Linked DNA regions of Pan troglodytes: region 1 is linked to region 2. The links are chromatin contacts, called in public Hi-C maps. All regions are on one chromosome and are shown on one strand. The core of a region is the stretch at or near the end of the contact, and the rest is flanking DNA. Distances in the headings are between cores, read along the strand shown.

The links. A called contact is a pair of places that touch in the nucleus more often than the background predicts.
Region 1: a Hi-C map of stem cell-derived neural progenitor cells shows a contact between it and region 2, with 6 times the contacts expected there. The contact joins the enhancer-like site here to the promoter of LOC134810271 in region 2. A contact is called at or near these places in 3 of 7 Hi-C or Micro-C datasets (blood, induced pluripotent stem cells and stem cell-derived neural progenitor cells), 1 of 1 datasets of contacts at active chromatin or transcription factors (stem cell-derived excitatory neurons) and 1 of 1 other capture datasets (stem cell-derived neural stem cells).

The regions. Positions count from the first base shown.
Region 1 is chr5:23,055,951-23,060,288 of NHGRI_mPanTro3-v2.0_pri, reverse strand. All of the region lies in intron 2 of STMND1 (stathmin domain containing 1), which reads right to left. All of the region lies in intron 2 of LOC107975075 (a long non-coding RNA gene), which reads left to right. Among named protein-coding and RNA genes, the nearest start is that of STMND1, 84 kb to the right of the region's middle. Within about 2 kb of position 3,043, at least 8 of the 24 cell types and tissues checked have an H3K27ac peak or open chromatin away from gene starts, as enhancers often do. A contact at or near this core is called in stem cell-derived neural progenitor cells and stem cell-derived neural stem cells, where this site is marked.
Region 2 is chr5:22,717,974-22,722,030 of NHGRI_mPanTro3-v2.0_pri, reverse strand. It overlaps LOC134810271, which reads left to right and starts at 2,127. Exons shown (of 3, transcript XR_010157909.1): 1 at 2,127-2,267. LOC134810272 (a long non-coding RNA gene) reads right to left here and starts at 1,875. Exons shown (of 5, transcript XR_010157911.1): 1 at 1,293-1,875; 2 at 800-1,220.

The DNA of each region.
Region 1 (4,338 bases), core at 1,794-4,293, 340 kb before region 2:
GCTGATTAACAGGAAATTTGGCCCCAGTTGTTAAATACAGCTGTTATTAAAATTATATAAACTTACAATTTAACTAGCTATGTTAAAAAAAAAACCATAGGTAATAAATACAACCAGACTTTGAGTAGCAAGGGTGTAGAACACCTCTGAATATTAAATCATTACTGCAAAAACAGAAAATAGAAAAGAAAAATGGAAGACAGGAGAAAGAAGTGAGGAGGAAAATGAAGGAGAAGAATCAAGACAAAGTCCATTAGACAATCAAGTATAGAAGAAAAGAAACACTGGCCTCATTTTATGAAGGAATTTTCAGTCTAGGAAGATCATTATGCATAAAATTACAACCAGGAGCCCTGATGTTACACCAGCTGCTTATTTCTCTTCCCTGGTAGAGAAAGGATCTTTGTATTTAGTGGATCAGGGTGAAGGAGAAAAGAAAATCCTCGCCTGCCATCACCCAACCTAGGAGTTGGTTTTCTCTCTCTTCAGGTAGAAACTTAACCCACATGGGATGCAGGATAAACCAGAGAGCAGCCTTGTCTCCCTGCAGCACTCTCAGCAATAGCGTATTAGGGCAAGGTATTAGGGCAGGGTGAGTCATAGGCAGCCCAGAGGCTTCAGATTCCATGGTGGAAGCTTTCTGATATCAATTCCAGCTCTAAGCTTTTCTAAGAAGTAGAAAGTCACATGGAGAAATCACTTCTAATCCCAGTACCACATTTACTGAGTTTACTGGCATCTTTCCATAAATAGAAAAATTATGTACTGATTTTCATTCCCAAACATGTCTCAATGGACTAATTATTACAATAATAGCTAATATTTTGAGTGCTTGTTGAGGATTAGGTAAATGAGGGCAGCTAGTGGCTAATGTTGGCATTTCTACTTTAACAGCCTACTATTAGTCTAAAGCAAAGACTAGAAAACCCACCGACCAAATCTTGCCCACTCTGTCTTTATAGGACACATGAGCTAAGAATGAATTTTGTGTTTTAAGTGGCTGAAAAAAAAATGAAGGAGAGTACGATTTAGTGATTTGTGAAAATTATATGAAATTCAAATGTCAGTGTTTGTAAATAAAGTTTTATTGGAACACAGACATTCCCATTTGTTTACATATTATCACCAACAGCTGCTTTTCTGGCAGAGTTGAGTAGTTATGGCAGAGATCATATGGTCTGCAAAGCCTAAAATCTTTATTATCCAGCCTCTTATGGAACATGTTTGCTGATCCCAGATTTAAAATGATAAAGTAACTCCCACAAACTTATTAAATCACTACAAGGAACCCGAGCAGCCAGAGTTTGTGCTACTTTCAGAAGGGCAAAAAACTCCGAGGGTATAAATGCCACACAAGGGAATGTATCTCATTAAATAACAGAATTCCCAGGCCTTTAAAACATGTTAAGTGGCTTCATTCAGCTGATAGGCCCTCCCATGCTTCGCTGCAGCACTCTGTTCAACAGGGGGGCTATAGGGCGGGAACGACACTTCACTGTGTTGCATCTGAGATGTACTGCAGGGAGCACCGTGGCTTCTGGAAAAACACAAGAGGGCACCAGCTTGTAGGAAACAGGTGGCATTTTGAGTGTCATCTTGAATTCAAGATCAAATTTTATTTTTAAATTAAATTAAAAATTTTTTTTGAGATGGAGTTTTGCTCTTGTTGCCCAGGCTGGAGTGCAGTGGCACTATCTCGGCTCACTGCAACCTCCGCCTCCTTTGTCCAAGTGATTATCCTGCCTCAGCCTCCCAAGTAGCTGGGATCACAGGCGCCCGCCACCACACCCAGCTAATTTTTGTATTTTAGTAGAGACAGGATTTCACCATGTTGACCAGGCTGGTCTCGAACTCCTGACCTCAGGTGATCCTGCCTTGGCCTCCCAAAGTGCTGGGCTTATAGGCATGAGCCACCGCACCTGGTGTAAGATCTAATTTTAAAATCCCATGTTGTTCTGGTTCTTCACATCCCTTTGCCAGACATTTCAACCCAAACATTCCATTACTTGAAAACAGTCACCCCTCATCCCTCATATACATTGTGTTGCTCAGTTATAAGGGGTCTCTGAAGTTTCTGGCTCTGAATCTGCTGGGGCAGGTAGCCTCAGTTACTGTAACAAGCACATTTAGGAAGCTCACAAATCTGTCTGTGAACAGTTGTGTGATAAAGAAAACTGCGATTACTAAAGGAAATTTGAATCAGAATATTGCCATTAAAAACACACACACACGACAACACATTTGCATAATCAAGATTTTTGCAATTCATTTGCCAATACTTGCAATAACACCAGTAATGAATGAATGGTGTTGCCCCAAAATAGAGTCCAGGCATATTTTAGGTATCCCTTTAAGAGAGTTGGTTTGACAGATTCTTGCAGAGAACAACCAGAAATAAATAAATAAGCCCACAAACAGGGGAACAATTGTTTGTTGAACCTTGGCATTAAGCCAATAATCTTGATGTTTGCTCATTCAACACAAACTGGGTAAATACAGAGAGTAAAACACCAATCTCAGGGTAATAACTCAGAGAACGGCAGTGTAACAGTAAATTTAGCTATAATAATCTCATAGAATTATAAGACTTCCATTTACATCTATGTTAAGAAGCAGTTCTGAACTGCATTTAGATATTGTATAGGTCTAATACTGTGCTGAGAATTTAATGGGGATGTGTAAAATGAGAAACAATACTTGCTGAATGGCAGTTGGAAAAGGCAAGCTTGCTTTTTAGAAAGCTGTAACAACTCTTAAGGTTACACATGGCAATTTTCACACACTGATATTCTCACAATTAAAGAAAAGTAATATTTAAATGATTTTCACTGCTTCCAATTTTGGCAGTACGTGGGCAAAAAGCACTGAGACTTTTCGAATTAGTGGTGTCATTTTTCCGTGCTGGCCTTGAACATATTGTTTGACGCTCCAGGGGAGTTTGGCTGCTTGAAGAACTGAAAAAATGAGGGGAAGAACAAAGCTCTCTCAGAAACTTGAATTTTTTCTCCACTGGAATGTGGTGGAAAGAATGCTGGGCCGGCTGGGTCCCTTCTGATCCCAGCCCTGTTCTGTTATGGAGCAGCCTTGAGGAAGGCATTTAATCTCTGGGGGCTGGACTAGGAGGTACTGGATGTTTAATAGTTCCTGGAGCTCTGGTTCTCAAAGCGAGGCACTACAGCATCTGTTTTAGAATAGCCTCTGCTGCTTGTCATCAATGCATATTCCCAGCAACAAGAACAAGGGTGCCGGATTGGAACCTGCAGGACTGGTGCCTCGGAATCTGTGTTTTCAACAAGTACCTCAGGTTATTCACATGCGCAGGGATGACTGACACATTGCAGAGAGCAGAGCAGAGAAGAGAAGAACTTGGGCGTCCGAGGGAGACTGACCAGGTTTCACCTTTGACCTTGGGACGTTATTTCACCTTCCTAAGTCCTAGTTTACTCTTCTTTAAGAAAGGAGATAGTAGGCCAGGTGCAGTGGCTCATGGCTATAATTCCAGCACTTTGGGAGGCTGAGGCGGGCAGATCACCTGAGATCAGGAGTTCGAGACCACTCTGGCCAACACGGTGAAACCCCGTCTCTACTCTAAATACAAAAAATCAGCTGGGCATGGTGGCGCGTGTCTGTAGTCCCAGCTGCTTGGGAGGCTGAGGCAGGAGAATTGCTTGAACCTGGGAGGCAGAGGCTGCAGTGAGCCGAGATTGTGCCACTGCCCTCCAGCCTGGGCAACAGAGTGAGACTCTGTATCAAAAAAAAAAAAAAAAAGAAAAAAGAAAGAAGAAGCTAGTAATAATACCTAGCTTCTTTCTAGGGTTATTGGGAAAATTAAATTAGAAAAAAAAGGCCTGAAAAGTGCTTCCTTCACAATATTCCTGCACAATAGTTATGCAATATATGGCAATTGAGATGATCTACAAATTTGTCATTTAGGGTAGATGTATTTTTTATTGTAAAGGAGATAAAATTATAAATTCTGGCTGAAATTCACAAATTTATCAAATTAGCTTTACTGCAAGTGAAGAAAAAGTTTTTTATCAAATAATCTGGTTTTTCTTTTTTTTGTTTTTTGAGACAGAGTCTCGCTCTCACCTAGGCTGGAGTGCAGTGGCGCAATCTCGGCTCACTGCAAGCTCTGCCTTCTGGGTTCACGCCATTCTCCTGCCTCAGCCTCCTGAGTAGCTGGGACTACAGGCGCCCACCACCATGCCCAGCTAATTTTTTGTATTTTTTAGTAGAGACGGGGTTTTACCTTGTTAGCCAGGATGGTCTTGATCTCCTGACCTTGTGATCCGCCCGCCTCGGCCTCCCAAAGTGCTGGGATTACAGGAGTGAGCC
Region 2 (4,057 bases), core at 878-3,377:
AAGCCAAAAACATGGCAACCAATATTTTCTGTTATAAAAATATTTGAGATGAATTTAGTTTTTATGAAAGCTGTCTGAAACTGAAATGAATAGCAGAAGCTTTCTGTTTATTCACAGTCCAGTAATAATAATACCTGCAGCACAAAGCATACGTCTTTTCTATACAAAGCCAACAAGCTTCTGCTCCTTTCTGAAGTCGTCTTTGCCAAGCAGGGTGTTGGGGGCGGGGGTGAGGATAGGGGTAAGGGGACATTTTACCCGGTTATGCTCTTACGTACTAACTTTCACCTTGACAAAGCTTGTCAACGAAAACAAAACCAGTCAGAGCCTTTTCAGGAAACTGATGTTAACTGTCCACTAGAGGCTGTAATGAGACCAACAATGTCACTTTAGACCAACCCGAGGTTTAAACCGTAACAATAATCGATTTTTAAATGGAAAAAAAAAAGTTGTAGAAATCAGTAAGAGTGAACACTAGTAGTTATACTTAAATAGCCACATATATGTGCATGGTATTTCAAAAATGTGAGAAAAAAATATCTCCGGGGCTCTGCACCTTCCTCGCTCGTATGTTTATTTTTATTTATGAAGCACGTAGGCTCTTGCAGGCCAGAGTTGTGTAAAAACTGACACTTTTTTTTGGTCATCCTGTGCCCTGCCTCAGTTGGTGACTAACCGTTAGGTCATAAGTAAACTCAGCCAAAAGATCTCTCAAATACAGCTTACGGTCAAGATTGGTGGCTTTCAGAAAGAAACTTACGCGAAGGGATCATGTTTCCAGACACTTAGTTCTACGCACCTGAAGAAGGTCAAATGTCGCCCGACACCTACCGGCCTTCCAGAATCATCTGCAACAAGAACGCCGCACTGAGCGCCCTTAGTCTGGAGGCGCCTCCTAGTCCTCCAGGTGCCACACCTGTTGGCAAGGTGCACCCATCCGAAGAAGATTCCTTCGCGTGGAGGTCACACCTGGCGGCGAGACAGGCGGAGGGGCGGGGTGGTGGGAGTCGGAGACCGCACTGAAACCCTGAGTCCAGATTTAAGTTCCTCGTCGATTCTCGAGAACTGCCATTTGATGCTCCGGTTGCTTTCTCTGTCTCCTACACTGGTTACCTCATTTCCGATTAAATTAATGATCCGAAATTAGCTGCGAGAGGAGTGCGCGGGTCTCCTTTCCAGGCTAGAGCGGAGTAGTTCCATATCAAAGCCGATTTCCGGACCTGCGTGCGAAGAGAGAAAGAGGGCAGGGTCGGGCGGTCGCCAGCGTTCGCCGGCAGGAAAGGTGAGGGTACCTGTGCAGTCGGGGGACCCCTTGAAACTTTCCGGAGTTGCACGCAGAGGCAATCCCCGCGGCCCCCAGGCCTGGGTTCCGGAACGCCGAAGCGACGCCGGTTTGCGGCTTAACGTGCAGCTGCTGATCAGAGTGAGCCCTCTCAGATGCTGCTCCGAGCGCCTGGGACCAAGGACACGTCGGGATTAGAATTGGCCGACCTCCCCTCCCCACTGGGGTGTTGCATCGGCTCCCAGCTGAAGCCTGACAGCCCTTGGGGGAGTCCCCCAGGTTGCCTGAGTAGCGCCCCGTTGTCGTTCAGTCCCCTCCAACTAGGTGCAGGGACCCAGGGAGGCGCGCGAGGACCGACCCGTCACCGCTCAAATTACCTCATCGCCCAGCTCCCCGCCCCCTTCCCAAACCTGGAAGGAACCTTGCCCTCCGATCCTCGTCTCCCCTCCCCCGCACCCCATCCCGAGCCACTCTTTGAGAAAGATGCCCGCCTCCCCGGGCGGCGCGCAGCGAAGGGTTAAGGGCGCGGGCCGGCCGCCGCGCGGTGCGCTCGCCGTGCTCTGTGCGGCTCGCCGGGCCGCCCGCCAGAGGGTGCCCCCCACCCCCATGAAGTCGGATCCTTGAGCTGCGGCGGCGGCAGCCAACTGCTCCATATTTGGCTTCTATTACACATTTACATACTGGAGCGAGCGAGCGAGCGAGCGCGAGAGAGCGCGAGGGAGGGAGGGCGGGCGGGCGGAGGGAGGAGGGAGGGGAGGGGAGCGGGAGGAGGGGGAGGAGGAGGAGGAGGAGGAGGAGAGAGCAGAGTATACCGCAGACATCATTTCTACTACAGTGGCGGAGCCGTACAGGACCTGTTTCACTGCAGGGGGATCCAAAACAAGCCCCGTGGAGCAGCAGCCAGAGCAACAGCAGCCGCAAGACATTGTTTCTCTCCCTCTGCCCCCCCTTCCCCACGCAACCCCAGATCCATTTACACTTTACAGTAAGTGACTATTTTTTTTTCCTCCTCCGATTCTTTCCCCCCTCCCCCATTCCCTTCTCCCCTTATTTAGATTAAAATCCCTCCTCCCCCGATCTCCCGAGAGGGGCAAAAGCAACAACCAGCAAACAAACCCAAAACCCCAATCGGCTGCACGGAAAACAGCTGGAAGAGGAGCGAAGGAAATCGACGCGTCGTGTTCTGTGTGCGTGTGTGTGTGTGTGTGTGTATGTGTGTACATACAACCGTCCCCGGCTCCAGGCTCCCGGGCCGACACCCCCACTCTGGGCGCAGGGGCGGCCGGCGGGGGGGCTGTCAGGGGCTGGGTGGGCGCCCGCCGGGCTAGGGGGCGCGCCCGGGCGGGGGGCGCGGGCGGGGAGAGCGGCGGCGGCGCCCCGCTCCCCCGGCTGCTGGTCCGGTCGCGAGTGCGGAGAGCCATGTCCTCCTCCCTCCGGGTGGCGCAGGGGGGAGGCGGCGGCGGCCGAGGTTGGGGGGGTGGTCCCTTTCCCGGCCGCCCTCTTCCCATTCCTCCTCCCCGGAGAGGGCGGTGAGAGAGAGGGGGTCTCACGGAGGGCTGGACTTCTCCGCGGGTGGTCGCCCGGCCTCGGCGCCCTGGGGCGGGGGTCTCCCCTCGGAGGGCCGGCCTCGCCGGGTGTGCGGCTGCGGGCGGGGAAGGGACTGCTCCTGCAGCCGGGACGGGACTTTGCGCGCGGCCGGGTGCCGGGCGGGGGGCGCAGAGGGGTGGCCTCGGGGACCGCGCGGGGGTAGCGGGTGTGCGGGTGCCTGGAGCGCGGCTGGAGTGGCGGTGACGGCCCTGGCCGCCGCCGCCACCGCCGCCCTGTTAGTGCGGCCGCTTCCTGATCATGTGCAGCGGCAGCCGCCGCCCGGAGCCGGGAGCCCGCGAGCGCCCCAGTCCGGGCCGGCGCCCCCGCCAGCACCCGCGGCAGGAGACGAGGAGCCGCGGCAGGCGCTGCCCTGAGCCGGGAGTGAACGGCTGCGCGGCTGCTGGGAGGGTGAATGAAGCCAGGAGGAGGGGAAGGAGGAGGAGGAGGCGGCGGCCGCGGAGGAGGCGCTGCGGGGATTGGGATGCGCCCTGGAGCCCCACTGCTCGTTCACTCTGGGCCGGGCCGGAGACTCTGCCACTCCCGGGGGCGCCGCCGCCGCCTCCTACGTGGTTCCAGTGCTGCGCGCAGGCCGGTCCCGCAGGGGGCAGGGAAGGGGGCCGGACGGGCGGAGCGAGAGGTGAGGCGGTGTCGGAGCGCGGCGTGAGTGTGAGTGTGTGTGTGTGTGAGTGAGTGTGTGTGTGTGTATTTGTGTGTGCGCGCGCGCGCCGGGCGGGGGGCGAGGGCCGTCGCGACGCGGAGGGAGCCCTTCCTTGGCTACTTGGCTGACTCTGCAGCGCCCCGACCCCTCTTCAGCCCCCCGCCTTCAGGCTGCCTTCTTAAACTCCGTGGCTTGTGCTTTCATTTTGTTTCAGACCACGTAGGGGGCTGACTGAAAGGGATGAAACAATTCAGGTTTTCTAGGGAGATTGAGCAAGAACCTTAGTGGGGGGTGGAAGTAGGGTGGTGATCGAGACTCTGCCAGAAAACAAAACAAAACAAAACAAAAAAAAATCAGTTTCTAAGGACGGCGGGGGTTCGGTTCGAGCCCGTGGCTGCTCTGTTTTGTTTTGCTTTCTTGGTATATAATCCTACAGATAAAAGGGTAATATAAATATTTGAGAAGAGGGAAATTGCTGAAGAGTAGTAAGGGCAAAAAAAAAAAAAAAAAAAAAAAGCCAGTCGGAAGAA